Linked DNA regions of Mus musculus: regions 1, 3, 4, 5, 6 and 7 are each linked to region 2. A link is a contact called in public promoter capture Hi-C data. All regions are on one chromosome and are shown on one strand. Each heading gives the region's core, a stretch centred on a gene start, on an enhancer-like site or on the middle of the called end of the contact. The rest is flanking DNA. Distances are from core to core; before and after follow the strand shown.

Evidence for each region. Promoter capture Hi-C pulls out the DNA fragments that hold promoters and counts their contacts. Capture Hi-C pulls out chosen DNA fragments and counts their contacts.
Region 1: a contact with region 2 is called in a promoter capture Hi-C map of liver, with 6 times the contacts expected there. The contact joins the promoter of Nkapl here to the promoter of Zfp322a in region 2. A contact is called at or near these places in 7 of 39 promoter capture datasets (the 3T3-L1 cell line, cranial neural crest, hematopoietic stem and progenitor cells and 3 more), 2 of 115 datasets of contacts at active chromatin or transcription factors (astrocytes and fibro-adipogenic progenitors) and 3 of 9 other capture datasets (adipose tissue, macrophages and pancreatic islet).
Region 3: a promoter capture Hi-C map of liver shows a contact between it and region 2, with 6 times the contacts expected there. The contact joins the promoter of Pgbd1 here to the promoter of Zfp322a in region 2. A contact is called at or near these places in 7 of 39 promoter capture datasets (the 3T3-L1 cell line, cranial neural crest, frontonasal cranial neural crest and 4 more), 1 of 115 datasets of contacts at active chromatin or transcription factors (astrocytes) and 1 of 9 other capture datasets (liver).
Region 4: a promoter capture Hi-C map of pre-B cells shows a contact between it and region 2. The contact joins the promoter of H4c11 here to the promoter of Zfp322a in region 2. A contact is called at or near these places in 10 of 39 promoter capture datasets (3T3-L1-derived adipocytes, the C10 cell line, cranial neural crest and 6 more), 2 of 115 datasets of contacts at active chromatin or transcription factors (embryonic forebrain and neural tube) and 2 of 9 other capture datasets (adipose tissue and macrophages).
Region 5: a contact with region 2 is called in a promoter capture Hi-C map of pre-B cells, with 8 times the contacts expected there. The contact joins the promoter of Zkscan3 here to the promoter of Zfp322a in region 2. A contact is called at or near these places in 11 of 39 promoter capture datasets (the 3T3-L1 cell line, the C10 cell line, cranial neural crest and 6 more), 3 of 484 Hi-C or Micro-C datasets (CD4 T cells, muscle stem cells and pre-megakaryocyte-erythroid progenitors), 2 of 115 datasets of contacts at active chromatin or transcription factors (astrocytes and microglia) and 4 of 9 other capture datasets (adipose tissue, liver, macrophages and 1 more).
Region 6: a promoter capture Hi-C map of pre-B cells shows a contact between it and region 2. The contact joins the promoter of Zkscan8 here to the promoter of Zfp322a in region 2. A contact is called at or near these places in 12 of 39 promoter capture datasets (the C10 cell line, the HPC-7 cell line, the SN4741 cell line and 7 more), 2 of 484 Hi-C or Micro-C datasets (pre-B cells and regulatory T cells), 1 of 115 datasets of contacts at active chromatin or transcription factors (astrocytes) and 3 of 9 other capture datasets (adipose tissue, liver and macrophages).
Region 7: a promoter capture Hi-C map of liver shows a contact between it and region 2, with 6 times the contacts expected there. The contact joins the enhancer-like site here to the promoter of Zfp322a in region 2. A contact is called at or near these places in 12 of 39 promoter capture datasets (the C10 cell line, the HPC-7 cell line, the SN4741 cell line and 9 more), 2 of 115 datasets of contacts at active chromatin or transcription factors (the 230-238 cell line and stem cell-derived neural progenitor cells) and 3 of 9 other capture datasets (adipose tissue, liver and pancreatic islet).

Annotation. Positions count from the first base shown.
Region 1 is chr13:21,466,964-21,470,849 of GRCm38.p6, reverse strand. Nkapl (NFKB activating protein-like) reads left to right here and starts at 2,349. Exons shown (of 1, transcript NM_025719.3): 1 at 2,349-3,803. The coding sequence starts at 2,409. The coding sequence ends at 3,596.
Region 2 is chr13:23,367,816-23,372,056 of GRCm38.p6, reverse strand. It overlaps Zfp322a (zinc finger protein 322A), which reads left to right and starts at 2,849. Exons shown (of 5, transcript NM_001111107.2): 1 at 2,849-2,922; 2 at 3,852-3,937. All of the region lies in intron 3 of 4930586N03Rik (RIKEN cDNA 4930586N03 gene), which reads right to left.
Region 3 is chr13:21,438,944-21,443,006 of GRCm38.p6, reverse strand. Pgbd1 (piggyBac transposable element derived 1) reads left to right here and starts at 1,954. Exons shown (of 5, transcript NM_001162920.1): 1 at 1,954-2,247. It overlaps Zscan26 (zinc finger and SCAN domain containing 26), which reads left to right. Exons shown (of 6, transcript NM_001347491.1): 6 at 1-827. It overlaps 4930470G03Rik (RIKEN cDNA 4930470G03 gene), which reads right to left and starts at 2,536. Exons shown (of 4, transcript NR_151504.1): 1 at 1,506-2,536; 2 at 1,226-1,371.
Region 4 is chr13:21,733,773-21,737,753 of GRCm38.p6, reverse strand. H4c11 (H4 clustered histone 11) reads right to left here and starts at 2,720. Exons shown (of 1, transcript NM_178210.2): 1 at 2,298-2,720. The coding sequence starts at 2,658. The coding sequence ends at 2,347.
Region 5 is chr13:21,401,243-21,405,130 of GRCm38.p6, reverse strand. Zkscan3 (zinc finger with KRAB and SCAN domains 3) reads left to right here and starts at 2,376. Exons shown (of 6, transcript NM_001145778.2): 1 at 2,376-2,459.
Region 6 is chr13:21,529,618-21,533,494 of GRCm38.p6, reverse strand. It overlaps Zkscan8 (zinc finger with KRAB and SCAN domains 8), which reads left to right and starts at 2,381. Exons shown (of 6, transcript NM_139141.4): 1 at 2,381-2,550. It overlaps Gm32724 (a long non-coding RNA gene), which reads right to left and starts at 2,426. Exons shown (of 5, transcript XR_001780870.1): 1 at 2,341-2,426; 2 at 95-193.
Region 7 is chr13:21,857,869-21,862,038 of GRCm38.p6, reverse strand. No RefSeq gene overlaps it. Among named protein-coding and RNA genes, the nearest start is that of n-TTagt4, 3.9 kb to the right of the region's middle. Within about 2 kb of position 2,593, at least 7 of the 459 cell types and tissues checked have an H3K27ac peak or open chromatin away from gene starts, as enhancers often do.

The DNA of each region.
Region 1 (3,886 bases), core at 1,100-3,599, 1.9 Mb after region 2:
AGTTGAGAGGTAGAGGTTGGAGGATCAGGAATTCAAGGTCAGCATTGGCTACCTAGAGAATGTGAAGTCAGTCTGGATTACCTGAGACTTTAGACATCTCAACAACAACAACAACAACAACAACAACAACAACAACAACAAAGCAAAACCAGAGGGCTGAAGAAATGGCTCAGCAGTTAAGAGTACTTGATGCTCTTCTGAAAAACCTGAGTTTGGCTCCCAGCACCCACATCAGGCAAGTTGCAACTACCTGTAACTGCAGTTATTGGGACTCCAACATCCTCTTCTGTATATACAAATGGTATGTACTCACACAGATACATATAAATCACTAAAATCCTTTTTAAAAGACAAACAAACAAGAAAACAGGCACAGCTTCAGCAAAACATCATTTCTAAATTCTGACTTACCTTATTTTGGGAGTTTTTCAGATGAGCCCTGCCTGCTACATTGTAGTGCCTGCTTCCATTTTTCAGATTAGGGAACTATTATTTTACGTGAAAGTTTGCTGTTTTAAATTATGGGGTGTAGCCGGGCAATGGTGCACACCTTTAATCCCAGCACTTGGGAGGCAGAGGCAGGCAGATATCTGAGTATGCGGCCAGCCTGATCTACAGAGTGAGTTCCAGAAAAGCCAGGGCTACGCAGAGAAACCCTGTTTCGAAAAAACAAATAAACAAAAACAAAAAAGTTATGGGATGTAAAGTACCTTCAGAAGGTAACTGCAAGTGGCGGATTTCTGAAGAAATGTCCTTAAAGAGAAACCTTGTAAACTAGTGAATCTATGTTTCTGGAGCAGAAGTCTGCGAACATAATGCTCTGGAATTCACTTAGCTCAGAAACTTAAACTCAAACTTTAGTTCCAGAAGTAATTTAGGTTTTGCTTCCAATAGAGAGGAACAGGATTGTTTGCTAAGTCGCCAGCAACTGAACCTTTGGCAAGGCATACTCTAAGCAGTTACCCAACACTCTTTGATGCAGAATCTCATGATTACTTGGGTTTTCTTAGTTGCTGGGACTGCAGATCTGCAGCAGCACCAGGCAGCTGTCAAGTCCCATCGAGGCAGGTAGTTGGAGTAAAGGCAATAGGAATCCTTCACTAACTCAGCAGAAAAGATGGAGACAGGAATGGAAAAGGAATGGTGAGCCATGCGGTGGTAAACATATGACTCTAAGAAAAGATCTAACAAAAATCTAAAGGAAGAGATGTCTGTGTTCCATAGTTCTACTCCACTGGGCAAAACTGAAAGACGCAACCCAAATTTAGATTAAAATCAATAAATTTATTCTTACTGATAGTAAGATGGACTCAATCTTATGACCAAATTGGGAAACATAGAGGGCAATGGGAAGCATAAAGGTGGACATTACAATTATCTCCCTTATATGAAATCCGCAGCTGTGTGGGAAATTTGCTTTGCTCCCTTACACAGAGATAGAGAAAACGGCTCGTCCCTTTTCCCACAGGGAAAGAGGGTTACAAAAGCCAATTATCTCGTATCAGGCGCCCCATTCTTTCGTTCTTATCTCGCAGCAGTAGCTTCATTCTGTGGAGGATGCAGGCTGCTAGGAACTCATGCGAATCAACAGCTATTTTAAGCGATGCCTGGTCCAGAGTTAAGTTTTCTTATCCATCACAGTTCTGCTTATGAAAACCTTTAATCTTGGTGCTTGAGTGGTGCCTAGCAAGTTCCAAGCCAGCATATGCACCACTTAAAAATAAGCAAATAGAAACTTTATATGCCCCAGTACAGGGGAATGCCAAGAAGCGGGAGTGGGTGGGTAGGGGAGCAGGGCGGGGGGAGGGTATAGGGAACTTTCGGGATAGCATTTGAAATTTGAAATGTATATAACGAAAATATTAAAAAAAAAAAAAAAAAAAAAAAAAAAAAAAAAGCAAAGCAAATAGCCTTAAGGTGGTGGCCAGCACTTTTAATCCCAGTACCCGGGATGCAGAGGCCTGTGAATCTCTTGAGTTCCAAGCCAGCGTGGTCTACAGAGGGAGTTTCAGGACAGACAGCCAGGACTACACAGAGAAAACCTGTATCGAAAAAATAAAAAGCACAGCAATACAGACAGACAGCAGGACTCATTAATGATAATTCCTTTTGTTTCCCCTGGGGCTCAAGGTGGGGAATGTAAATAGTGAGAAGTGAAGTGACTGTCCACGCCCCAGAGGTTGAAGAGGGCTCTTGCGCAGGCTCTGGGCTGCTTCCCGCTTCCATCGGAGGCTCAGCGCCACGGTTCGGACTAGGGCTGCACCGGGCTACGCCCCGGAATTGACCCGCCTACAGCCCGCCCGTCTCTAGTGCGCCTGCGCTGTGTGCGGGTTGTGCGGGAGCTGCGTGCTCTCTGTGTTGTGACTTCTGGAATAACCGCCACCGCGGTGGTTGATTGAAGGCGGACCATGTCGCCTGTATCCCGATCTCGCCCTAATGAGGACACTCTGGGCTCTCAGAAACGACGACGTTTCTCGGAGAGCCCACCGTCGGCGTTACAGACTAGCCGATCACCTCGGGGAGGCGGTTTCGGCTCTCTCCTCAGCGGTCCTGAGGGGCTCCAGCCTCCGCGGGGTGCTCAGGGCGTCCGGCCACTGCATCCCATCAGCCGCCCCAGGTCTGGAGAACGACCGCTACCGCTGGGGATCCGTACGCTTGCCTGCTCTTCCTCTCCCATCTGTGGTGGATACCGTTACCACCACAACTATGCGGGAGATCCTTCGTGGGCTGAGGACCAGGAGAAGGAAAAGGAGGAGAGTTATAGGCAAAGGAGGCTGAAGGAAAGAGAGAGGATTGGAGAGCTGGGAGCGCCTGAGGTATGGGGACTGTCACCCAAGATTCCTGAGCCAGATTCTGATGAACATACACCAGCTGAAGATGAGGTGAAGAATCAGAAGAGTAGCAGTTCAGATTTCACCAATGAAGAAAAAAGGACAAAGACCAGTCATTCAACAAAGAAAAAAAGAAAGAAAAAGCCTTCCAAAAGGAAGCATAAAAAATATTATGACAGCAGTTCAGACTGTCATTCTAGCTCTGATAGTGATAAAAAGAAAGTTAAAACCAAGAAGAAAGAGAAGAAAAAGAAACATCGGGCAAAACAGCTCAAGAAGAAGAGGACTAAAAAAGAATACAATGACATAAGCTGCAAAGCTTCAGAAAGGGACTTGCCAGAAGATGCGTGGATGGAACAGTCGATGAGTGCAGAGAGCATGGATTTAATAGGCCCAGAAGCACCTGTGATACACACCTCTCAAGATGAGAAACCTTTGAATTATGGCCATGCTCTGCTTCCTGGTGAAGGTGCAGCAATGGCTGAATATGTAAAAGCCGGGAAGCGTATCCCACGAAGAGGTGAAATTGGGTTGACAAGTGAAGAGATTGCCTCATTTGAATGTTCAGGTTACGTCATGAGTGGTAGCAGGCATCGCCGAATGGAGGCTGTAAGACTGCGTAAAGAGAACCAGATTTACAGTGCTGATGAGAAACGAGCCCTTGCATCCTTTAACCAAGAAGAGAGGCGGAAGAGAGAAAATAAGATCCTAGCCAGCTTTCGAGAAATGGTGTACAGAAAGACAAAAGGGAAAGATGACAAGTGACAACCTGTTTGTTTCACTGTGGGACGTTTAACAACAAAGGCTTTGTATGGCCAAAGTAATAGTAAATGGTTTTACCATTTACCAGTGCTATTGTACCTACTGTGTTAGTAAAAAGCACTTTTTGAGATGTCATTAAAATTTTTTACAAACATTGCAGAAAAATGACTAAAAAGTTGAATGTCACTTCAGTCCATGATTTACCTCCCTAAAAAAAAAAAAAGTCTCTGTATCCTTCCATGGTTTTTGTGCATATACAAGTTTGTATTTTGCAAAATAGAAGTTAGTACTAC
Region 2 (4,241 bases), core at 1,600-4,099:
TTGTTCACCAAATTAATTTGATACTTGTGCACTATTGTTCTGTGTGTCAGTGGAAAACCTCAGATGCTTCAGCAACTTAGAAAACAAAGAGAAACAGGGTTGATAAGGTGCCTGGAACACAAGTGTCTATACCATATAAACATGGCTCACAGTATATACCATCCAAACATCACCCAGGAGTCTACTTCACCTGATCTCTTTGTAGTATCTGACCCTGCCAGCAAAAGTCAATTTTACTTATTATCTTTGTCTCAGCATCTAAAACTGAAAACACAAAGAAAAAAAAACTTTAAAAAATGTTTGAACTTCAGATATAACTAGGCTGCTGCAGTATGCTTGAAATTTCGGGGTTAATTCTCTTTTAAAGCATTTACTTTGTGTACATATGTGGTGTGTGGGTGGGGTGGTACAAACATGCTACCATACAAGTGTGGAGGTCAGAAGACAGCATGGGAAGTCAGTTCTTCTGCCTCCTAAGTACTGAGCATCAAACTTGGGTTTTCAGCCTAGGCAACAGGCATCTTTATCCACAGAGGCACCTTCCTTCTGGCCTGTACTTCTCATTTCTTTCAAGATGAAGTTTGCTTCTTTGAAATAACTGTGGCTTGTTTCCATCCCACTTCATTTTCATCTTATTTATACTTATAATCTTTTACGTCACGCCTAACTGTCTATTCTTCTCTGAACTTCTTGCAGAATGCAAGCCAAGTGCCCCCATCTCTGTGCTCCCACACCATCTTTTACAACGAAACGGCTGACATCTGCAGTTCATCCTAGAATGTGAGCATGAGACTAGCCAGCTCAGGGCTGAGATGGCCTGTGTATTTGTATTGTATTGTAATGCCAGATGACGTAGAGAATAGCAACGAATGTTCAGAAACTGAGTGCACTAAGTACTCTGCTTGGGCCAATATTTTGACTAAAGTGGCTCAGCACTTATCACACCTTCGTAATGTGCTGTCCAGCACTTCCCCACAATACTCTGAGGTAGCCATAAGTATGGCGGCGGCTCCAGTAATTGATTCTGGTTCAAATCAGCTTCCCGTTATTAAATGTATAAGTCGGCAAGTTAATCTTCCGGTTTACAGTGGCTGTTAAGAGTCTATGCATGGACCTTGGTAGCTCTACCAAGCTAGGCTCAGCTACCTGTCTTCAATTTGTCAAAAAGACAAGCAAGACAAAGCAGTGAAAGCGGTTTACTCAATATGGTCACACTAGGAAGAGGAGTAAGTAAAGGGGTTCAACCACTAACACGACGTTCAGAATATTTTAAAGGTCATGAGATGTGCATAAGTAAGGAGTCCTGGTAGCTACAATCATAAGTAGCCCCACTCATCACAGTCAGGACTGTGTGAAATCCTGCCCTAACTCTCCCACTGGCCAAGGCCCTAGTCCTTTCCTTGTTCTCAGCAGAAGACTCCTATCACAATTCCAATCCTTTGAGTCCATTGTCTCAACACTCTTATAGCTGAAGGGGATGGCATAAACACATACTCTCCTGCAATAACATGTGTACATTTCTTCCTAATATAGCCATACACAGCTCATTCTATAGTGTGATTCGAATTGTGTTTGGTACATCTTACACTAAAAACAGTTAATAAAAAGTTATTTAAATATTAAAATTAGGGCTAGAGAGATGGCTCAGCATTTAAGACCACTTGCTCTTGCTGATGACCCTGGTTCATTTTCCAGCCAGCACTCACATGGTAGCTCATAAACCATGCATTATTCCAGTTCCAGGGGATCTGACATCCTCCTAGAGTGCGCGCGCACACACCACGTGCACATATATGCTGATAAAACACCCATACATAGAAAATAAGTCTAAGAAAAAAAACTTAAATATTTGAATGACACTGGTGGGATTTTTTGTCTTAAAATTTTAATTTAAAATAAGCTGCAGAAATTCTGCAAATTCTGAAAACAGGAATTAGTGAATTCAGAATACATAATTGCCATCCTCAGACCCTAACTCTAGAATTTAACAGCCAATCCAAGTTCTTCTCCAGACCAGAGAATTCTAGTACTCACTTCCCATGTGAGGGTTTTTGTTATATACATGTGTGTATGTGTATAGTATATATATATGTGTGTGTGTGTGTGTGTGTGTGTGTGTGTGTGTATTATATACTTATTATTGTGTATGCCTGTCAGAAGACAACTTTTACGGTTAGTTCTCTCTTTCCGCTTTTGACATTGGTCTCAGAGATCAAATTCAGGTCGCGAGGTTTTATTTAGCAAGAAGCACTCTTTGCTCCTCACTCTCGACAGAAGCCATCTCGCCAGCCTACATACATTTTTTTTTTCAAGTAGGGAAAATATTGACTGTTCTTTTTTGTTTTTTGTTTTTTTTTCTGAATCTGTCTTCAGCCTAGAATCGCAATCAGAAAGGACAGAAATCCTTTCAACACGGTTTCCCCGCAGCTTTCTCCAGCAATAAGGCCACGCCGCCGCTGCCTATTCAAAGCTTCTCATAGTTTGCTGGCATGAGTGACAGCACCAAAGAGCCTTTGTAATTCTCCACTTCTCCGGCTTTTCAAGGTATTTAAAACCGAGTCCGCTGCATCTATCCTTGAGACACTACTCCTAACTCTTGATTTGAACAGCCGTGGAGAAAGAAAACAGAAGTTCAGAGCCGCAGTACCGGGCGCAGGGCACGGTTTCAATTCAGTGGGTACCGGAGCTGCTGCAGTCCCAAATTCCAGGAGCTGAAAAGGTAGTTGTCGGACGCGAAAGAGCCAGGGCGCAGGCGCGCTCAGGTTCCGCCCATTTCGGGAGGTCCGGTGCTTATTGGCCCGGAATCCCGGTGCAGCCCTATGAGGGGTAGTTACGTGCCTCGGGGCGTGGCTACGCCTCCCTGTCCTTGCTGGTGAGAGCGGTTTGTCTTGGCCTTGTGGTGTGCGGGGACCGCTTCTCCAGGTTGGTATCCGGCGGTTGGCTTGCCGACCTCTCAGCATCTCGGCCCACTCTCCTTCCCTAGGAGACCGTGGGACCGAATCGGCCATCGCCGAGTGCTCGGCCCCGGAAGCTCCGGCTTGAGGGTCCAGTCACCGGAAGTGCCGCCCTGGGCGGCGGAGTAAGCGTTCAGCGGGTCCTCGAGGTCCTTGGCCGTGAGAGGGGTCCGGGCCAGGCGCGGCGCCCTTCTTGTCGCTGTCAACGAAAAGTTGGGAGGAGAAACCTGTGAGACTGTCCTGGAGGTAGTAATGGAGCCAGGCTCGAATGCAGTCTGGAGCCTTCCTGAATGTCTAGACAACCATGGGCACTGGGGGGACCCTCCCCCAGCCTTAAGGGCGGAGATTAGTTGAGTTCCCCGGAATCTGCAGAATCTGTTTGCTCAAAGCATTCCATAGTCATTTATTTTTAGCAGCCTTGGTCCTGTGTAACATTGCATTCATGAATCGTATTCCTACAGGTTTTAGTGCACGAGGAATGAATCCTTGATCTCAGAAGTTGAAATAATAATGCGCCTATCAGTCACCTGAGCGTTTGAGGTAGAGGTAGGAGGATAGGGAATTAAAAGCCAGTTTAAGCTGCCTAGCGATTTTGAAGCTAGCCTAAGCTACGTGAGACTCTCCCCGTCTTAACAGCAAGAAAAACAAGGCCCAGGGCTTTGTTCTGAACTTAAAAATCTCTCAGCTAGAAGAATTCTTGTTATTTTGTGTAGAGCAGGTCAGAAAGAAACGGCTTCTTGAAGGAGGAACGGAAACATTAGAATGAGCAAAATTTTGCTGAAGGATGATGTCAGGATTGGAGAGTGCATGGGACATTATTTAAATGGCCTACTGTTAAAAGGAAAAATGTAAGCTTTGCAGTCATGCTCATTCAACATTGCTGCTTTTTTCCTCTAGGAGAGGGAAGAATTAAATATTATGAGTACTTCTGGATTAGAGACCTTGTGGATCTGAAAAAAATAAATCGTTGGGTTCTTGTTAAGGTAAGTGGCATACATCTGTTTCTATATAAATGTGAATTTTGGAGTAGGGATGGGACAAGAAAGAAGGTAAAACATACTTGGGAAAAGGAAAAGGGTCTTTCTGGTGACTAACATAGTGGCCCTTTGATAACCTTTCAGTACACCTATTTTTCTAACAGGCATACACAGCAGATTTGCAACAATTGTCCTTCTTTTGATTTACCATACAAAGAAGGCAGTGTGCCCAATGCTCAGACAGGCTCTAGGATGGATATTTAAACCTGGCTCTGTTACTTAACTGCCTGTGAGTTCTTGTGTAATTAGG
Region 3 (4,063 bases), core at 705-3,204, 1.9 Mb after region 2:
CCTCTGCCTCCCGAGTGCTGGGATTACAGGCGTGTGCCACCACTCCTGGCTCGTTTCATCCCCTTTTAACCAAACTTTGCTCTGCACAAAATAAGGCCCTCTTCCTTTGTTAAGATTTGACCTAAGATACACTCTAAGCAAAATTGGGGAGAGCTGCACAAAGGGACTGGCTGAACTGAGAAGAACCTCTCTTGGACCTTTTGCCCACACTTTGCATGTGATAGTTGCAACTTCAGCAGTCATATGGCCTTAAAAACTGATGGCATGGACCAAGGTTAGGTCCTCAACACCACCCAAAATAACAGTGTTAGCGTGTGATCAGTCTCCTTCATGTTTAACTCCGATCCACACCAAACGTGCATGTAACAGGCATTGTAACCCTTGTAATTCCTAAGCCTCAGAAGAAACACAGTCTTAGAACATGCTTTACATCTCTACTGTGGAACATCCTTTTATGCATCACTGTTTGTGTGAAAGTGATGTTCCTTTTCTGGCCTTTCTCTTAGCTTCTCCTTTTACTTCCAAACAGCATGGCCCTTAAAAATTAGAGAACTATCAAAATTTTAAATGCACATTATTCTTCGTCAGTTTGTGTGTGTAATATTTACTCAACAAATATATTTAAAGCAACATAAAAACATAATTATTGATAGTGTAAAGAGAATACTTTTCTATGGAAATAATGATATTGACAGTATTGTAAACAGTCTGTAAAGTGTTAATAAAGTTTCAAAGTAATTTTTGAATAAAATTAAAGCTATAAAAAGAAAGTAAAGATTTTTAAATGGTGTTTCCTACAGCATTACTTAATAAAGAATATAACTAAACCTGCATTATTGAGGATAGTTAAGTAAATTATTGTACCCTATACAACGGAATATTGTTGGGATGTTTATGCTTATGGGTCTGGGAGAGGCTCGGTTGGTAAAATGCCTATGACAGTGGTAGGGATGGTAGTATAGAGCTATAATCCCCCTGGGGGTGGGGGATCCCCAGAGCTTGCTGGCAGCCAATGTAGCTGCATCAGTGAGCCCCAAGATTCAGTAAGAGACCTTGTCTAAAAAATAAAGTTGAAGAGTTATAGAGAAAAGCCTCAGGAATCGACCTCTGGCCTCCATACCCACATGCACATGTGGATGTTCATAAACACTCAAAACAACAATATTTTTCAGCTGCTATAGAAAAAGGATTGCTGTCTTAGCCAAATAATAAAGTGCAAACTTACATTTTGATTTCCGTAAGTGCTTCAAAAGCTATTATTCTCGATGAACAAAACGTTCCCAAATGTCCTGAGAATTTATAAGACATCTCTAGGAAGGTTGTGGTGGTAGATCCGCCAGTAAGTGCTTGCCAACACACCTGAGTTCAATCCTTGAGACCCACAAAGCAAGAGAGCTCCAAGTTGTCATATGATCTCCCAGTCGAATACACAGGAAGTAAATATGGTTAACTTTTGAATTCAAGCTACCTGGGATTTTGCACGCATATAAAATCTGTATACTCACCTTAGGGCTTTGTTGGGTATTTACCCAACTGACTGTCCGCACAAGACCCTGTAAAGGCCAACTCAGCTTTGTCTTTATGGAAGACAGTCTAGGAAAATTTTTCTTTTGTGGTGCTGGGGACCGAACCCAGTAAGTATGTCAAGCAAGAGCGCTCCCTCAGGTACATCCTACAGGGTTTTTTGGTTTTTTTTTTTTTTTTTTTTGTTGTTGTTGTTGTTGAAATGATTTACGGAAATGAGCGCGTGTTTGGTTTCTTCGAAACTACCAGGAGAGGTGCGGGTCAGGAAAACCACGACCTGGCTCCACCGGTGCACCAGAGATTGTCACCAGGCTTCTAAGGAGCACAACGCTTGCCGGAAGTTGCCAGTGAGTCTCCAGCTCCAACTACAGGAAGTGCCCCCTCGGTGCCCAGCTCCGTCTGCAGGAAGTGCCCCCTGTCCTTCATCCCTTTGGACTCCTTCCCGCCGACCTTCATCGTCGCGGGCTCGGAGACTAACAGCAAGAACCGCCAGGCTGTGGCGCTCTGGCCTCTTGGCTCTGGTCGCAGGCTTTTTTCATGAGCTTCGGCACATCCTCACGTCCTCGTAGCACACGTTCCCTAAACTTTTAAGCAGCAAATAGACACCCTTAGCTGCTGGGCGCTGGCGTATATAATTTTAGCGTAGATCTGGGCAGGTTAGAGCCCTGGCGAAGGCACTACAGGTACATCTATTACGTTCGTCCGGTCTTTGTTGGGTATCAGGTACGTGCTGCGATTCTAGTTTATGTAGAGGTCTGCCAGGAGCAGGGGTGGCTGTGCAGTGATCTGCAATAGAAGCTGGAGAACGGAGTACGTGCACCCAGAGGTGCACACCCGGTTGCCACCTGTGTGGCTCAGTTTTCCCATTCCTATTTTAGGTTCGAGGGTAGCCACGATAGATTATGCAGGTACAGAGCAGGTCTTGTGTCAGTAGGAATTTACATTGGAAGGATAGACCAATACAGAGCAGGAAAAAAAACTGTCACCCTGAATTCGAGGAACTGGGAAGTCCATGGTTTTTTTAGTAGGTAGGAACTAACTTCTTTTATTCTAGGATTAACTTTACTCATGGAAAATAATTAGGTGCTTAATATACTTGGTGGTAAACTAAACGGGAGACGCAGGTAAGATTGGATTCTGGGAGTTTGAAGTTAGCCCAAGGAGAAGTTTCTGATGGTTGCCATGGTTTTGTACGTGCGTGTGCGTGTGCGTGTGCGTGTGTGTGTGTGTGTGTAATGGCAGTCTGACCTCAAAGGACGCTAGAAGTTTGTCCTCACCAGCAAGCAAGCAAAGTTTCCTCTCTGAACACCGTTTGCAGCTCTCTAATTCGGTGCAGATGGATGGTTCCTATATGCTGTGTATACAAGACACAAGACTGGTTCCCACTTTCAACATCAGTTCTAAGTTCCACTTTATTTTACCTATGCTTCTGACCCACTGGCTGGAAATCAGGGTTTTTACTAACTGCTCCCAGAGCTCAGATCCCACAGAACTCAGGAAACATGCTTACTGACGTGTTACAAAGCGTATTGCAAAGGATTCAGGTGAAGCAGGGATAGATATCCCTGTGTTTACGAATAAGGGGTGTGGTACTTCTATGCCCTCTGTGGAGGCATCAGTCTCCAACTGTTTGGAAGCTCCACATCCTGCCTTTTGAATTTTGATGGAGACATTATTATATAGACCTAGTTAATTGAATAACTGTTCGGTGGTCATCCATTTAACTTACAGCTTATCCCATCCAAAGGAGTTTTATTTTGTTTTGTTTTGTTTGTTTTTAAAGCAACATGGCTCTAAGAACACCCACACTATTATGTAACCACCACAATGAATTGAGATCTGCAAGCTAACTCAGGGGTTATTCCTGGATAGTAAACATTTCTAGATGCTATAGAAGAGCTACTGTATTCCTGGATTAATTTAGAAAACCACAAATGACAGCATTTTAGCATTGCTGTTCTTCACTTAAAATATTTTATACATCTTTCACATTAGTACATGTGCTGTTCCTTTTCATTTGTATTTAATAAATACATGTTCTGCCAGTGTATAATTCTTATATACTTTCATAGCTGGCCTCTTACTAATGAACTTCCAGCACTGTAAAATTATCCTTTATTTACCTGATTTAATTGTCTCCAAGGCTTATTACCTCAATCTGCTAACTTAGGCCTTGTCCTGAACATTTCTAGCTTCCATACAACCTAATCTAGGTCTAGAATGTTTTCAGCCTCTGAGACTTGCTGCTAACTAAGCTTACTCTTTCTAGTTCATTCTGATCTCTAGCTGGTTGGCCAATTCAGCTGTTCTGACTCAAATTCCTCCCCATGCCAACTGATTCAATCTGGCTTCTCTCCTCTTCTGAATTGCTCGGTTTGGCCTCATAATCACTTTGAAAATTTGTTCTAATATTTTGGCTCCTTCTCTGACTTGCTCTGTCTTCACCTGTGTCTAGCTTGTTCTGTCTTTAACCTGTCTCTGTAAAGCTCTCATGGTAAAATTGCCTCTCTCATTTTTCTCTCTGTGGGCACTGCTTTCT
Region 4 (3,981 bases), core at 1,471-3,970, 1.6 Mb after region 2:
GACACTTCTCTGCTTCTACAGTGGCTTTGTCTACCTTGGGAACACATTTGCATTGACAATGATCCTGACCACTGTCCAGATGTATTAACCAAAGTAGTTAATGTTTGTACAAGCAAAACATAAACTCAAACAACTGTTAAAGAGATAAGTCAAAATGGTCATGTTTGTTCTTCCTGAACAGCTGGAAGCCTACTCCGACCCTCACATAAGAGTGATATAATTGTGGTCTTTTGCTTCTAAGTACATAGTTCTCTGAGTTTCCAACACCAGGAGACTTTCTTGGTTGCTGTCCAAAAAATAAACCTTTAATTTGGCCTTATATGTATAATTATGATGGTTTGTAACTTTCTCACTTAAAATATAACAGAAAATAGTAGAAAGTGAAAAAAAATTTTTATACAGAAATAATACTATAAAATATCTACAATTAATATACAGAATTAATGCAATACCTATGAAACTGTCCATGTCACATTTTACAAGCTTAGAAAAAATAATGCAAAAATCCAATAGAAACAAAAAAGAGCCAAAGCAATTGTAATGAGTAAGAAGAACGCTAATGTCATCACCTTACCTCAAGTTGTACATAGAGCTATAGTGATAGAGACAGCCTGGTGCTGGAATTAAAAACAACAACAACAACAACAACAACAACAACAAAAAGCAGAAAATCCAGTGGAATAGAATAGAGGACCTAGAAATAAAAAGGCAAAGCTATACCCACCTAATTTTTGTCCTAAAGTGGGAAAAACATGCTTTGGGGAAAGCCTGGCCAACATTGCTGGTAGAACTGGATTTCTGACTGTGGAAGACTGGAAATGAATTTGTATCTTTCATCTTGTGAAAAACTCAGTTCAAAATGGGTCAAAGCCCTGAAACATTTAAACTTTTAGAAGAACACAAAGGGAATGCCCCTGAAGATACTGTGGTAGGGAAAAATTTTTAAATAGAATAAAAACAGCACAGGATCTAAGGTCAAGTTTCAACAGATGGTATAACATGAAAAGTTTCTCTACTGCAAAGCAAACAATCAGAACAGCAAATGGACAACCTACAAAATGGGATCAAATCTAGGCTAGCTCTGTATAAGACTGGAGATTATGTCCAGGATTTACAAAGAACTCAGGAAGTGAATGCTAGAAAAATGAAGCTGCTGATCAGCACATAACTTGAATCAATAGTTTTCAAAACAAAGGTAAGTGGTCAGTGACTATTGTTAAGTGCTCAACAATAATCCAAGACATCAGGGATATGCAAATTAAAACTATTTAATGTGTGAAGTGGTTTGAGATACCACTTCAGTTAGGATGAAAGCCATCAACAAATGTTGGCAAGGATGTGGAGGGAACTCTGATTTACTGGTATTGGGGTGCGGGGTGGGGTACAAATCAATACAGCCACTGTGGAAATCAGTTCGGATATTCTCAAAAAATTAAAAATAGAACTCCAATATGACAAAGTTATTTTAAACCTGAGCATATATTCAAAGAATATAGAGAATCATAGAGATATTTTTTTACCTCAATGTTAATTACTGCTTTATTCACAATAACAAAGAATTGGAATCAACCTAGTTGCCCATCTACAGAGAAATGGATAATGAAAAATTTGTTAATCAAGCAAACATACATAAATATTACTCATCTCTAAAGAAAAATGAAGTCATAAAACATGCAGGAAAATACATGGAATTAGAATGTGTATTAAGCAAAACCACATGCTCTCTCCCATGTGGAACAGACTAAACGCAAGCATTGGACAACTTAAATTGTTTCTATTGACATTTATGTGGAAGTGTAAACGTAGTAACAGTGTACCTTCATTAACTGTTGACTCTTGGCCGTTTTATGATTTATTAATTAAAGTTTTATGGCTTATAAAAACTCAATTCAGAAATTCACACCTCCCCCATATTGGCAGTTTTATTCAGAATTTTATTGCATCCGAGACAGCATAGTTTATAAAGCCAGATCAACCTCATTCTACACAACTGAATGTACAAATCCTGAACTTAAGTGGTCTGTCGCAAGGTATGAAATGACTTAAGTAGGGAAGCATCCTTAAGAGGTGGAAGCAGAAAAATGGGCAAGTATAATAAAACTGCCTAGAACAAATAAAAAGAGTGAAACCATGTGAACACCTAGTGAACTCACCACTTGACAGGACTATTCAGCTTTCCTAGCATTGTTCCGCATGCAAATTAAGCACATACATGTTCGTTCTGATTGGACAACCTGTTACGAGCCGTTTTCACTCCAGTTCTCAGTTAACAAGCGTCAGCTCTTCTGTAAAAGATGTGGTGGTCCTGAAAAGGACCTTTAGGGAAATATAGTGTAAGCGAGCAGCTTAGCCGCCGAACCCGTAGAGGGTGCGGCCCTGGCGCTTGAGCGCGTAGACCACGTCCATGGCGGTGACGGTCTTGCGCTTGGCGTGCTCCGTGTAGGTGACGGCGTCGCGGATCACGTTCTCCAGGAACACCTTCAGCACACCGCGGGTCTCCTCGTAGATGAGGCCGGAGATGCGCTTCACTCCCCCGCGCCGGGCCAGGCGGCGGATGGCGGGCTTCGTGATGCCCTGGATGTTGTCGCGCAGCACTTTGCGGTGGCGCTTAGCGCCACCTTTACCGAGCCCTTTCCCGCCCTTACCTCTGCCAGACATGACTGCACTCAGGACAGCTCAGAACAGAGATGCTGACCGGGAGCCTGAGCGCCGTCTTTTTATACTGTAGCGGGCGGACCGAAATGAGAACCTGCAGGGAGGAGGCGGGAAGTTGCGCCCGCGGCCGTGGGGGAGGGGAAGACTTACCAAAAAGAAAAAGGGCGCCTTTTGTTTCCCTGTCTGTGCTTTCTGAGGGAACTAGCTCCTCACGCCCTTTTAAGAGTTTGGAGAATCGAGCGCACAATCAGTACACTGATTGCACAAAATACAGAAAGCCAAGCGGCCCCTTAACAACCGGTAACCCCGTCCAGAGAGGACACTGCAGGCGGCTGCTAAGGCGCTTTGGTGCTCAGTACACACTTTCCACCGTGCAAACCGTGCTCTGAATTACCTTGTGTTCCTTCTCTATTGTAACCGCATTTCAATTTTTTTTTTTAGTTCAAACTTCCAAAAGGCCATTTTAATATGTTTATAAGAATTTATAGAAACCTTTAAGCCGATTTCAGTTCACAGTTTGCTTGGACCCCTGCTCACACCACACAATCTGGGAAACCCTGTCTGCTGTCCTTCCCTCAACCCCATATGCTTGGAGAAAACTTCAGGCTAACATGTCATCACCCTCACCTAAGAGTTTCTGGCAACCAACCCTGGCTTGGAAAAGGGCAAGACAGGGTCTAAACACTATCTCAGTCGCCCTTGGGGTGCCTACTTCAAAATTTATCCAAAGTGGGCTGGAATCCAAAATGCCTGACTTTCCTTTGTTCTTTGGTCTGCCCTCAGTACACGCTGACCCGTCTGGATGGCCACTAGAGGGCACTCTTGACTATAACATCCTTCGTGATCTTGAAATTTTCTGCTGGTTTAAGAATGGTCTGGACTCCCTTTGTTCACGTTTTGGGGGAACTGAATTCTTGTCCCTCCGTCTGTAGTGCTCGATGGCTTAGGCCAAGGTTGCAGCATTTTCAGACATACAGGGACTCAGACCTCGAGCAACCGTCATCTGAATCACTGGGTCTCCACCCCTTCTCTTCTTCTCTCCCCCTCCTACACACTAAGTGCTTTGTCTAGTGGACAGCCTTCTTCTCTGCACCCAGGCCTTTCTCCTATTCCACCTAATCCTTTCCCAATCCCACCCCACCTCCCCCACCCCCCCCCCCCAAAAATCACATACTCTGCTTACTGAAGTCTTCTTGCCTATACCAATGCCTTCTGTCTTCCCCTCTGAGCTAAAGGCCATGCACAATTAGCCTCTTCCCCTTACCCACCTTCTTCCCCTCCTCCCTGCTCCTCCTTCTTCTTTACAGGTTCCACTTATAGGTTAAC
Region 5 (3,888 bases), core at 1,127-3,626, 2.0 Mb after region 2:
AGACAGCCTAGAATGAGAGAAAATCTTTATTAACTGGACCATATGATCCAGTTATACCACTGCTGAACATTATCCAAATGACTCCAGGTAAACATAACACAGTGATAATTACATATCAATGTTTATTACATCACTATTCACAATAGCTAAGTTCTTAGACTAAACTAGCCATCCATTCAACAGAGAAATAGGTTTAAAATGTGATAGATAGATAGATAGATAGATAGATAGAATTTTTCAGCTGTAAAGAAAAAGTTATATCAAAAGTTATAGGAGATGAATATAATTGGTGATAATCGTACTAAGCAAATGAATTCACATTCAGAAAGACAAATATTGCATGCTTTCATTTGTAGTTCCTAGATTTCATATAGATAAATAAGACCACGCGTACTTATGACACAAAAATAGAAGCAATGCTGTCTATAGTAGTGCTTTCAACCTGTGGGTCATGACCTCTTTGGGACCTCTTTCACCAAGTTCACATATCAGATATACTACATATCACATATTTATATTATGATTCATAACATCTAAGTTACAGCTATGAAGTAGCAATGAGAATAATTCTGTGGCTGGGATCACCACAACATGATGTCTCTTTGTGTGTGTGAACCACTGGGTTTAATTGTGTTTACTTGCATGACCATGAGTGGGGCTGTTTTGTTTTGTGAGGATGGCTCTCACCCTGTAATCCAGAACTCCAAGCTGGCCTGGAACTTGGAGCTGTAACTTGAAGTGGCTCTTCCTCCTCAGCTTCCCACATGCTGGGATCATAGGAATGAGCCAATTTCTCTGGCTTTCAACTATCTATCCTTAATAAATAAAGCCTTTCTGTTTCTGTTGAGGTCTCTTTTATATTTTCTTGCTACTGTAATGATTATCTTTTAAGGTGATGTTTTCTTATTTGTGTTTGTTATAAAAATGTAACTATCAATATCAATTTTGAAATTTTAGTAGCTTTGCTAAATTTGCTAATTATAAGTTGAAGATTAAATTATCTTGGCTTTTTCTATAAAGGGCATTCAGAATGGTCCTGAAAACTGTTATATGTTGCCGGGCGTGGTGGCGCATGACTTTAATCCCAGCACTCTGGAAGCAGAGGCAGGCAGATTTCTGAGTTTGAGGCCAGCCTGGTGTACAGAGTGAGTTCCAGGACATCCAGAGCTACACAGAGAAACCCTGTCTCGGAAAACAAAAACAAAAACAAAAACAAAAATACTGTTATATATTTATAATTAATAGTTTAATTTCCTCTCACTTTTATTTTCCCTTTTCATGCAGTTTCTAAACAAACATTTTCTTATGCATTTCCCTAGGGCTTCTTTATGACGATAGAGAACATATAATTTTCCTTTTTCTTGACATCACAGAGATTTCAGGAAGGCTATATAGGAGCTCATTCTTTTGCTATCTTCCCTTAGTTGTCCTTGGAAAAAACAAATTTTGAAAGTCTCTTGGTGCTAGAGTCATCTTTCCTGGATAATGTAGCTACCACCTGTGATCCAAGATGCTTTTCTTTATAAAGAATAGAGACCATCACTAAAAACCCAATTGGATACAGAACAAAGACTGACAGATCATGGTGGTCCCAACCCCAACAGATACATCCACATCATGTCTCCTGCATCTATGGCTCAGAGGACATGGAGGAAGAGGAGGCAAAAAAAAAATTGTAAGAAATCTAGGATGTCAGCTGTGAAACAGCCTCCAAGAAATGGCTGCATACACAAGACTGAAACAATTGCAGTATCAATAGACAATATCAATATCAATGGAAGGGGGTAAAATTTCACAGGGTGCCACCCCAAACCAAAGAACTACTGGCAACTATTGACTGCTGGGAAATGGAGAATTAGTCTCTCCCTAAGATGAGCCCTCTTATTAGCTGTCCAATGCAGTCTTGAAACCTTGAAATCATATGCACACAAATAACATATAAAAACAAAAACTTAGCCAGTGGAATATGTACATATATAGATACAGATATCTCTATATCTGTATAGATATAGATATATACTTGTTCATGCACATACATATATACAACATATATACATATACACAAACACACATGAATGTAGCAATAACAAAGAAAAGAGGCTATCAGCTTGAGAGTGAGAGGGTAGGAGAAAAGACTAGGGGGAGGAAGGAAAGTGATGTAATTCTACTTCAGTTAAAATTTTTTTCTTTTTAAAAGTCTTTTTACGAGGCAACCAAGAGGACGGAAAAAACTGGAGGAAGTAAAGGGAGGAGAGAAAATGTTGCATTGCTACTTCAGCTAAAAGAATTTCTTTTTAAAAGTCTTTTTACGAAGCAACCACTAAGAGGAGGGAGAAGGGGGGGATCATAGAGTGTCGCTGGTGCCTAGAGAAGCCGGAAGTGCTCTGTGCCCCGCCCCCCGGGGTCGGACTTTCGACACTTTTGTGACTGCGGGGTGCTACGAGGTGCTGCGTTCGCGGGTGGGTTTGGGTCCCGTCCTGTTACCGTCCTCCCGCAGGGGTCGGCTGCTTGTGGGGGTTGGGGGTGGGACAAAACATCTTCCTCCGCGGCCTAGTGGCGCCGAGAAGATAAACTCGGTGGCCACTTGGGCCGAGCGCCCGACAGGGCCTCGGGCGCCTCGCCTCAGGCCGGTTCCGGGTGTCTGGTCAGTCTCAGGGCGTTTGGCGATGGGATTCTCGGGTCTTGTACTTAAGCTTTGAAAATGGGAGACGTCACAGTTTTGCTTTTCCTGGAGACAAGGTCAGTTCCAAGGTCTTTATTCTGGGGTACTGGAAGAGAGCCAGAACTTTGGAATCGGGTTGCTTGGTCGAATCTGGCCTCAGCTCCTTTGTGACTTCTCCCCCCAGTCCCTTAACCTTTCTGTGTTTTGCTATTTTAGGGGATAATGATGTCGCCTAACTTACTGGATTGTTGTGAGGAATAAATGGCTTCATTTGTGCAAAGGTGCTTAAAATAGTACCAGGCACGGGGTAATCTGCACAGTGTAAAGATAGCTGTTATTATTCCTGTTGCTTTTCCTAACTAGGACAGCACTTTCTCTTCATCGATCAGCCTTGGTACTGGCTGTTGTCTTTTGAATGTTAGTACTATTTATCAGTTCTCTTTATAATGAATGATTTCTGTATTTTAGGAGGGAAAATAGAACATTCTGGAAAAGAGCCTATCCCACAGCAAAGAGTAAAAGTGGTTTGTGTAGTGTCTTGTAATGGTCAGGCTCACAGAGGTTTAAAATCCTGGGGATGCCTTTTTTTTTTTTTTTTTTTTTTTTTGGTGGGAGGAGGAGCTTGAGAAACAGGAGGAGCGTCTAACCGCGAAGGATTAGGACCCTGTTGTAAGCAGACATTGCTGCCGACCTGCCAGCTTTCTGACCCTCAGCGAGATTCCTCTCCAGTGTGAGAACCACACGGACGGCTGATAGTTAGAAGTGATGATAGGTAGATTGGCGATAGATTAGAGATAAGTCGATCTGATCCTGAGTTCCCACTAACACCCTTTGTTCTTTTTGCAGGTTTTTAAAGCTAATATTGACCATACACAGTTTGCCATGGTCATTGAGTTGATGCCTCTTGTGGTCTTTGAAAGTCCTTTCATCTTCCTTCTTTTTCTTAAGGAATTGGATCTTTAACCTCCTGAGGGTATACAGGGATCCCTGAAGCATTCTTTTCTCTATTTGTAACTTAACAAAAAACAAAAACAAAAACAAAACCCTTGTCTTTGGTTTACTTATTTGGCAAACGCCTGTGTTGGTAAACAGTCTTCTGATCCTGTACCTTTGTACTCTGCCCAGCTGGTGAGACTCCAGATAGGCAAGCTGACAAAACGTGAGTGTGTGAAGCCGTTATTAAGAATGTATCAGTGTTCATTTTTCTAGCCTCAGCTCTACTCTTC
Region 6 (3,877 bases), core at 1,132-3,631, 1.8 Mb after region 2:
GAATGTTTGATATTTTTAATTTCTGCTTGAGTTTCTGACTTGAGTTTCATTTTTTTAAGAAATTGTTAAGTTAGCCAGACACAGTGAGTCGCACCTGTAATCCCAACACTTGGGAGGTCAAGGTAGAAGTATGTGAAGAGTTCAAGGTCATCCTCAGAAACATAGGTTGAAGGCAGTTTGGACTTTATGAAACCTGTCAAGAAGAAAAACTAAATCATCAAATTAGTTTTGGTTTGTGATTAAGACAGAATTCCCAGCAATATCTGAAATGACCACAACCATACTTGTGCTACTTTGTACTACATGCTTTTACAAAGTGGAATTCCCAGTATTGTCAATTATAAAATCAAAATATTGCTCTAACTACAGAATCTTACATTCTAACCACAGAATCTTACATCAAAACAGCAACTGGCCCTGATAGAATCTTTAATCTTCCCTCTGGAATTTCAGAGGGAAATTCCAAGCCTCTGTCTTCAGCACTGCTTCCAACATTCTTGTCTTCCAAGCTCCTACAGAACACTGAGGTTTCAACAATCAATGGTCCTTCTAGCCCAAATGTCCAGTCCTTCCACATTTCTCCCCCTAAACATAATCAGGTCTGTCACAGCAATACCCTATACCCAGTACCAATTTGTATAGGGTTGTATTGCTATGATGAAACACCATGACCAAAAAGCAAATTGGAGAGGAAAGGGTTTATTTGGCTTACACTTCTAGATCATAGTCCATCATTGGAGGAAGTCAGGACAGGGACTCAAGCAGACCTGGAGTCAGGAGTAGATGCAGAGGCTATGGAGAAGGCTGTTTACTGTCTTGCTTCCCCTGCTTTGTCCAGCCTTCGCTCTTATAGAACCAGGACTATCATCCATGGATGGCATCACCCAGAATAGACTGTGCCCTCCTCCATTGATCACCAATTGAAAAAATGACCTACAGCTGGATCTCATGGAGGCATCTTCTCAACTGAGGCTCTTTCCTCTCTGATGAATCTAATTTATGTCAAGTTGACACACAGAACCAGCCAGTACATGTAATAAATGCAGAAAAACCTTCATTCAACAAGAACATCTTGTTGGAAATTATAGAACACACACTGAAGTCCTATAAACATAGAGTATGGGAAAGATCTCAGTGGGCACAGAGGTGTTATTAAACATCAGAGAATCCATATAGGCTAAAACCCTATGGGTACATAAAGTGTGGAAAGCCTGTATAAGTTAGGCTCTAACTAGGTATCAGAGAATTTATAGAGTAAATTAGTTCTACTAAAAAGAGAACAGTACCAAAAATTACTTAGTGCTCAGGATTAATAGACAGAATCTACCTTAGAGACCACGAGTGCCCATAATGTGGGCAAAACTTCAATCATCATTTAAAAACTTGAATCAAAGAATATGAGTCAAATATTCTTTTATTTCTAATTTAGTTGTTTTGAAAGAGGAATCAACTTCAGAAGGCTTTAACCTATTTGTATTGACTTACATTTATAATACCAATTTTATAATCCCAAATTTATAATCACTTGATTTATGCTTTTAATCCCAACACTTGGGAAGGTGAGGCAGGAAGTTTGCCCTGCGGCCAGCTAGGGCTACAGAGAGACTTGATCTAAACTAGCAAAACAACAAAATGTAACCCTGTCTATTGTGTTCACTTGTGACCCAAGCTTGGCAATTCCTGGCTGAATATGACTTCTCCCTTCTGTTCTAGTTCTTTGCTTGTCCATTCGTTTATATGACACTAGGTAAGACATTCACATGTCCTCTGCCTCATTTCCTCGAGATGAGAATGAGATTCACCAACTCTATCTCAACAAGTTGAAACAGATAAAAGTTGTCTTTGACATTAAAAAGTAAACCAATGTTCATTGTTTTCCACCAATTTTCTATTTAAATTTTAAGTTAGGGGTCTGGTTATTTTGTAGACGTTTTGTTGTTTCCAACCATAAGTATCTGGAGGATGAGAACACTCATAGTCAAAGAGAAAGCAATGGTCAGTAGGAACTTTATAAATATACTACTGTTCCTAGGAACTACAAAGGTTTAAATTCTTCAATACGCAGTGAAAGTTGGGAATTTGGAGTAATCATGAAGCATTAATGGGAAAGCACAAGGTAACTAAGAAGAATAAAGAGAAATCCGTTAAGTATACTCCTGAGCCCAGCGCAGGCCTCTGGATCTGTGATCAGCCACCCAACTCTTAAACTTGTCACCTGAAGCCCGAGGCTGGCCAGACAAAAGCTTAGGTGACTTAAAGCTATGTCACTCCTCAGGATGTCCCGCATAGCCGCCCTCCACCTGGTGTAGCTGAGGGCGCTCGGTCCTTTTGCTGGCCTACCATAGAGCTGTCAGACCTCCGAGCTTCCTAGAGAGCTTCCGGAAGTGGCTGTGGGGCAAGATGCGTGCTGCCCGGCTCTGCGGCTCCAAGGGTTTGGAACTTAGCGGCTGCAGGGGTCCCGCTCGGGTTCGGTGTCCGTCGCGTCTCCTCGCGCGCTTCCCTGTCCGCGCTGTGCCGCCTCCCGCCCTCGGGCAGCGTGGGGAGCTCTCGGTGAGTGCGCTGGGCCGAGCAGGGGCGCTCGGGCAGCGGAGGCCCGAGAGCGGGGAGCGGGTCGGTTCAGGGCCTGCCGCCGCTGAGCAGGCCGACACCCGGCCCCAACTTCCTACGGGATGGCTCTCCTCATCGCCAGTCATCATGTATATAATTTTGCACTCGCTCTTACTTGTAAAGCCGGCCCGTGTACCAACTGTTTCTACTCAGCAGTTTTGCCGATCGGTCTCAAAATTCATTTTTAAAGATAATAATTTTTTTCTTTTGAAGCCTCTACCCCACGTGGAAATCTTTGATTTTTTTTTTTTTTGTTACTCTTTTTTTTTTTTTTCTACCCATAAAAGAAGTATATTATGAAAGTAGTTCATGTAATGGCTGAACAGTTGTATGCAAAAGAAATACTTTAAGTAATTCTGGGGTAACAAAATTAAACCTTATTCAGAATACTTTGCTTACCTAGTTTATTAAAGCTAACTGAAATAGAATCTTGAAAATTCGGTAGGTTCCCATTCCCAAAACTCGGGTCATTCATGAGTAATCTCTGTTGGATTTCTAAGACGTTGACCACCACTTGACCACATACTTCTATTTGTCCGATTCACTTAAGTATTGCTATGCAGCAATCATCATTTTAGTGAATGTGCACGTTTTGAGTTCCTTGTGGTTAAATATAAAAATGTCAGTCTTAAAAGCATTCATCAAAGCAACTTCCTTGAGAAGCCCATAGCCACGCTTGTGCGTCTGGCCCTCTCCTGAGTGCCTTTCTCCTAACCCTCATGCTCAAGCCTTATTAAAATAACTTTTAAAATCTCCAAAACAAACAAACAAAATGAATGAATGCCATTTCAGATAACTACAAAGCATGTTTGTTTCATCTACTTCTTCTTAATCTCTAAAACCTGGAGATTATCATTCCTGGTTTGTATTCGGTTCTCAGACATCTCTCAAGTTTAATTAATCAGAAAGGAAAGTACATCTCCTGCATCTCTTGAGAAGCCAGTATTTGAGTTGTGCCTTCCTTAGTTTTCAAGGCTTTAACATTTTCGATCCCGAATAAGCCTAAGATTGTTGCCTTTCCGTTCATAAGGCAATCATCCTGACCAGATGTTCTTCAAGGATGGTGTGTAGGGATCAGTGTTTCTCTGTAGGTACTTTCCAACACTGCAATGTGTATGCACAAAATTATTAGAGAGGAGAATGAAATGGCCATGTATGTTGGTGCATGCCCGTAATTAATTGCATGCTGTACTAGGGTTGGGAAATCACCAGTTTGAAAACAACCTTAGAGAATTTTGTTTTGTTTGGGGAGGATAGGTAAGGTCCACTC
Region 7 (4,170 bases), core at 1,344-3,843, 1.5 Mb after region 2:
ACAAGAACTTCATGGAGGAGCTACCCACCCACCCACCCCGAACCCTCCCCTCCCTCTTGGCTCTTGGCCACTCTCAGAATCAACACACTGATATAGATCTGAATATGGGTCTTGTCACCACTGCCAGCAACACTAGGACGAAGCACCCACAAAGCAAGCTCAGTAGGATAGAGTCTAGGCAGCACTCCTGTCAACTGAAGGCCATCCCACTGTTGCCAAGCAACGCATCTAAACACAGGCATGTGCACTCTGACCAATGGGAAAGCCGAGGCCCAACAGCGGTGGTAGAGGGTCTCAGCAGGTTTGCTGAGCATATGCAAGATCTGATCTGGGAAATTGGCTTACTAGCTCAACTTAGTATGGTCTTGTCTTTGAGAGGCCAAGCCTTTGTTGGAGACTCCTCAAGCCTGCACTGGTTTAGTCTCCAAGGACACTTTTCTAAAACATGTCAGTCACCTTGCCCTTTGTTTGCAACCAGTTCTAAGGAGAAAATGCCACTGAGCCTCCACTATGGTCTATGGGGATTTAGCTGGAGTCACCAGGCAAGGAAGATGACTTTGGTGACACCAGAAGCAGTGACAAGAGCAACATATTTCTTTTTTTTTCCCTCTCTACTTAATGGTCAAATAGGTCAAAGAAGAAATAAAGAAAAACATCAAAGACATTCTAGAAGGCACAACATACTTCTTTTTTTTTTGGTTTTTCGAGACAGGGTTTCTCTGTATAACCCTGGCTGTCCTGGAACTCACTCTGTAGACCAGGCTGGCCTCGAACTCAGAAATCTGCCTGCCTCTGCCTCCCAAGTGTTGGGATTAAAGGCGTGCACCACCACTGCCCCACTAACATACCAAAATTTATGGGACACAATGAAATCAGTGCTAAGAGGAAAAATCATAGCATTAAGTGCCTTCATTTAAAAAAATGAAGATTTCTCATAATAACAATTTAAATGTAACCTGAAAGTTCTGGGGAAAAAAAAAAAAGAAGCAAACACACCCGTTGCAGGAAATATTAAAAAATCGACCAGCATGTTTCCGCCCTTGTGCCGCAACTCTCGGGCCCCTGAGTGGTCCTGAGAGCTCTGTCTCTAGTTAGCCCCCTCAGCAACAGATTGCTGTGTTCCCAGCTCTGGTTTGCTTGACTCTGGAGCTGATAGTTCCCTCTCTGCCATAAACTCCTGTAGTCAGTGGTCCCACATTTCAGTAACAGAGTAAGTCAAAACTCTTGAAGCTTATAATTAACTAGTTAGATTTATATATCAATAAATTCTCAATACACAAGATGCCAATACAATAATTTCAGAGTCAATTGGTAATGATAAAATCTGCCCACCTAGATTAGACAAATTATTCCAATATTCTAACCTTTATGAGGTCATGACTACCAATGGCTGGTTAAAGCCACTCTGGTTCACAACTCCGCCTCCACCTTGACCTTCCTCCTTCTGAGACACTCTGTCTCTGCAACTCCTAGCTCAGCCTTCCTTCCCCCTGTCTAATCACAGGCTTCCTGCTGCACTAATATTTTAATCTGATCGGACAGGGAAAATTCTGTCACAGATTAAGTTGCAAGGGTCTGAAAAACACCGAAGGAAGGAAGACCCCAGACTCAGATTTGCATATACAAAGACAAAGAGCGTTTATTCTGCAGAAACAGCTAGCATGTCAGGATTTCCATTGTTTCCAAGTGACAACCTCCACAGCACATCGAGTTCCTTTTAAAACAGGACTGCTTAGTTGTTTCTGAGAAAACAGCAGACTTCTAAAATTTAGGGCATATTCCATCATAAACCGAATGTTGTAAAGAAGATATGTACCACAGGACCCCAGGTGCAAAAACAGGGGCTAAGATATTGACTGAGTTTGTCAAAACTTCAATGACAGCTTAGTTATAGTCTAAAAATTTTCCACGACTGCAAGCTACTAACAAATGGTGAAAGTTTAGCCAGATAATTGCTCTTAGTGTATGCGCACATAGGCATTCTCTGTTATAACCTCCTATTCAATTTTTGATTGAATTTATGTGCAGACCTGCAGTGTTTTGTTTTGTTTTGTTTTTTCCATGAGAACACATGCTCTGAGTCTTACAAGTACTGAGAATAAAGGGCAGAGATAACTCCCTCTCCCCTTTTCTCCTGGAGATTTCAATTTAGCGAAGTGCAATTCCCTGCCAAGACTTTACCTAGCCTCCAGCTACTTTGAGATTCTTACTGGAGGCTGCAGAAGGCAGCCTTAAGGTCAAGTGGATCAGTGGCAGACTGCAGAAGCAGAATCTTCCCCCCAGTAGAGATAGCAAATGGCTTAAATGGTCCTAGGCTTAGTTTTTGAATGGGATATGAAAAATGAACTCCTCAAAAATACAATCATATGAATAACCACATCAAATGTAAATGGAGCAGAGGATTCAAACCCAGAGATTGTTGAACTGGATTATAAAATAAAGCAGAAAGAAGGAGCCAATTATAGTTTGCTTCAGAAAGCACCCTAAGAGCCCAGATGTGGTGGTGTGGTTGGGGCCGGTAAGACCCATAGAATAGAAAAACAGAAACAGCTGCACAGTCTGGCACTGTCCTTGAGCATACAGCTCTCACACCTCCCTCCCTCCTTAATAAGCCTTTCAGAGACCTTGAAGGAGGGACAAAGAGTCTGCTGCATGGTTTAGTCCCTGACAAAATGCTTATGTGAGATGTTCCTACATGCTCCAAGCAGCCCTCCTTTCCTCCACATCCATGCCATCTTTAGAATCCTACTTTAAGGTTTTAAAACAACTAAAAGCTTACCATATTCAGCAGACAAAGAAGCAGAAGCCACATAAAAAGCACCATTTTGCTGTACTCACTGTAAGTTTTCTTTACAAACCATACTTCACCTGACCCTGTGCATGCACATTAAAGCCGTTTTAACGTTCTGTCTTTAGAGTTCTGTCTCTTTGATCAGAATCCCACAATAGTATGTCCATCTCAAATCCCAGTACCTGGCAGACAGAGACAGGAAGAGTACTGCGAGTTCCAGGCAAGCCTAGGCTACAGAATCAGACCCTGTCTCCAAAGAGACATAGAAAAAGAAAGGAAGAAGGAAGTGAGGAGGGACAGACAGACAGAAAGACACAGAGTTACTGTGGAAGCTGAGAGAAGCAGGCCTGGTGGTGCCTGTAATCCCAGCTTCCTAGAGGCTAAGGTAGGAGATTGTAACAAATGCAAAGTCACCCTGGGCTATGAGGTGAGCTCCAGGCCAGCTTGGGATCCAGAAAGAAAGAACAAAGACTTGGAAATTTATTATTTGATTTTTGAGACAAAGTTTCAGTGTGTAGCCCAGGCTGACTAAGAATTAACCACAATCCTCCTTATTACTGGGGTTACAAGTGATCACCAACCACATGCCTGAATTAGACCACTGATCTCAAAAGCAGGGGGAGTAAGTAGAGGTTGGTGTAGACTGTGGCAAAGGAGAGATCCTGGGGACTCAGACAGAGACAGATAAAGAGCAGAGGGAATAGACATTTCACACGTGGTGCTGCTGAAACCAACAGGACTTTTAATAATTTGAAGGGTGTTAATAGGTGAGAGAAGTTGGATCTTACCACAGGCTTTAAGGAGGATTGTTGGTTGGGGAGTGTCCTAGTTACTGTTCTATTGCTGTGAAGAGATACCATGACCAAGGCAGCTTAGAGAAGAAAGCAATTAACTGCGGGCTTCCTTACAGTTTCAGAAGGAAAGCCCATGACTATCATGGAAGGAACCATGGCAGCAGGTAGCAAGACTTGGTGCTGAGGCAGTGGATAAGAGCTTACAGAGAGAGTGAGACTGGGCCTGACTTGGGCTTTTGAAACCTGCAAGCCCACTTCCAGTGACACACCTCCTTCAGTAAGGCCACATTTTCCTAATACTTCCTAAACAGTTCACCAACTGGGAACCAAACATTCAAATATATGAGTTTATGGGAGCAGTTCTCATTAAAACAAATACAGTGAGTTTAGCTTGTGACATACATGTCTGGGACTTGGTTGGAACTCCATCTCTAGTGTCTCAGGAACCACTGACTCCAAACACCCCACAGTGGAATGTTGTCATAATTAGAAAGTATGCTTGAGTGGTTTCTGTGTGATCATGATTAAGGTGTGGCACCAGGCAGTTTAAAATTTAGTTGTCTGTGTTTGATGGCCAAAGATCCT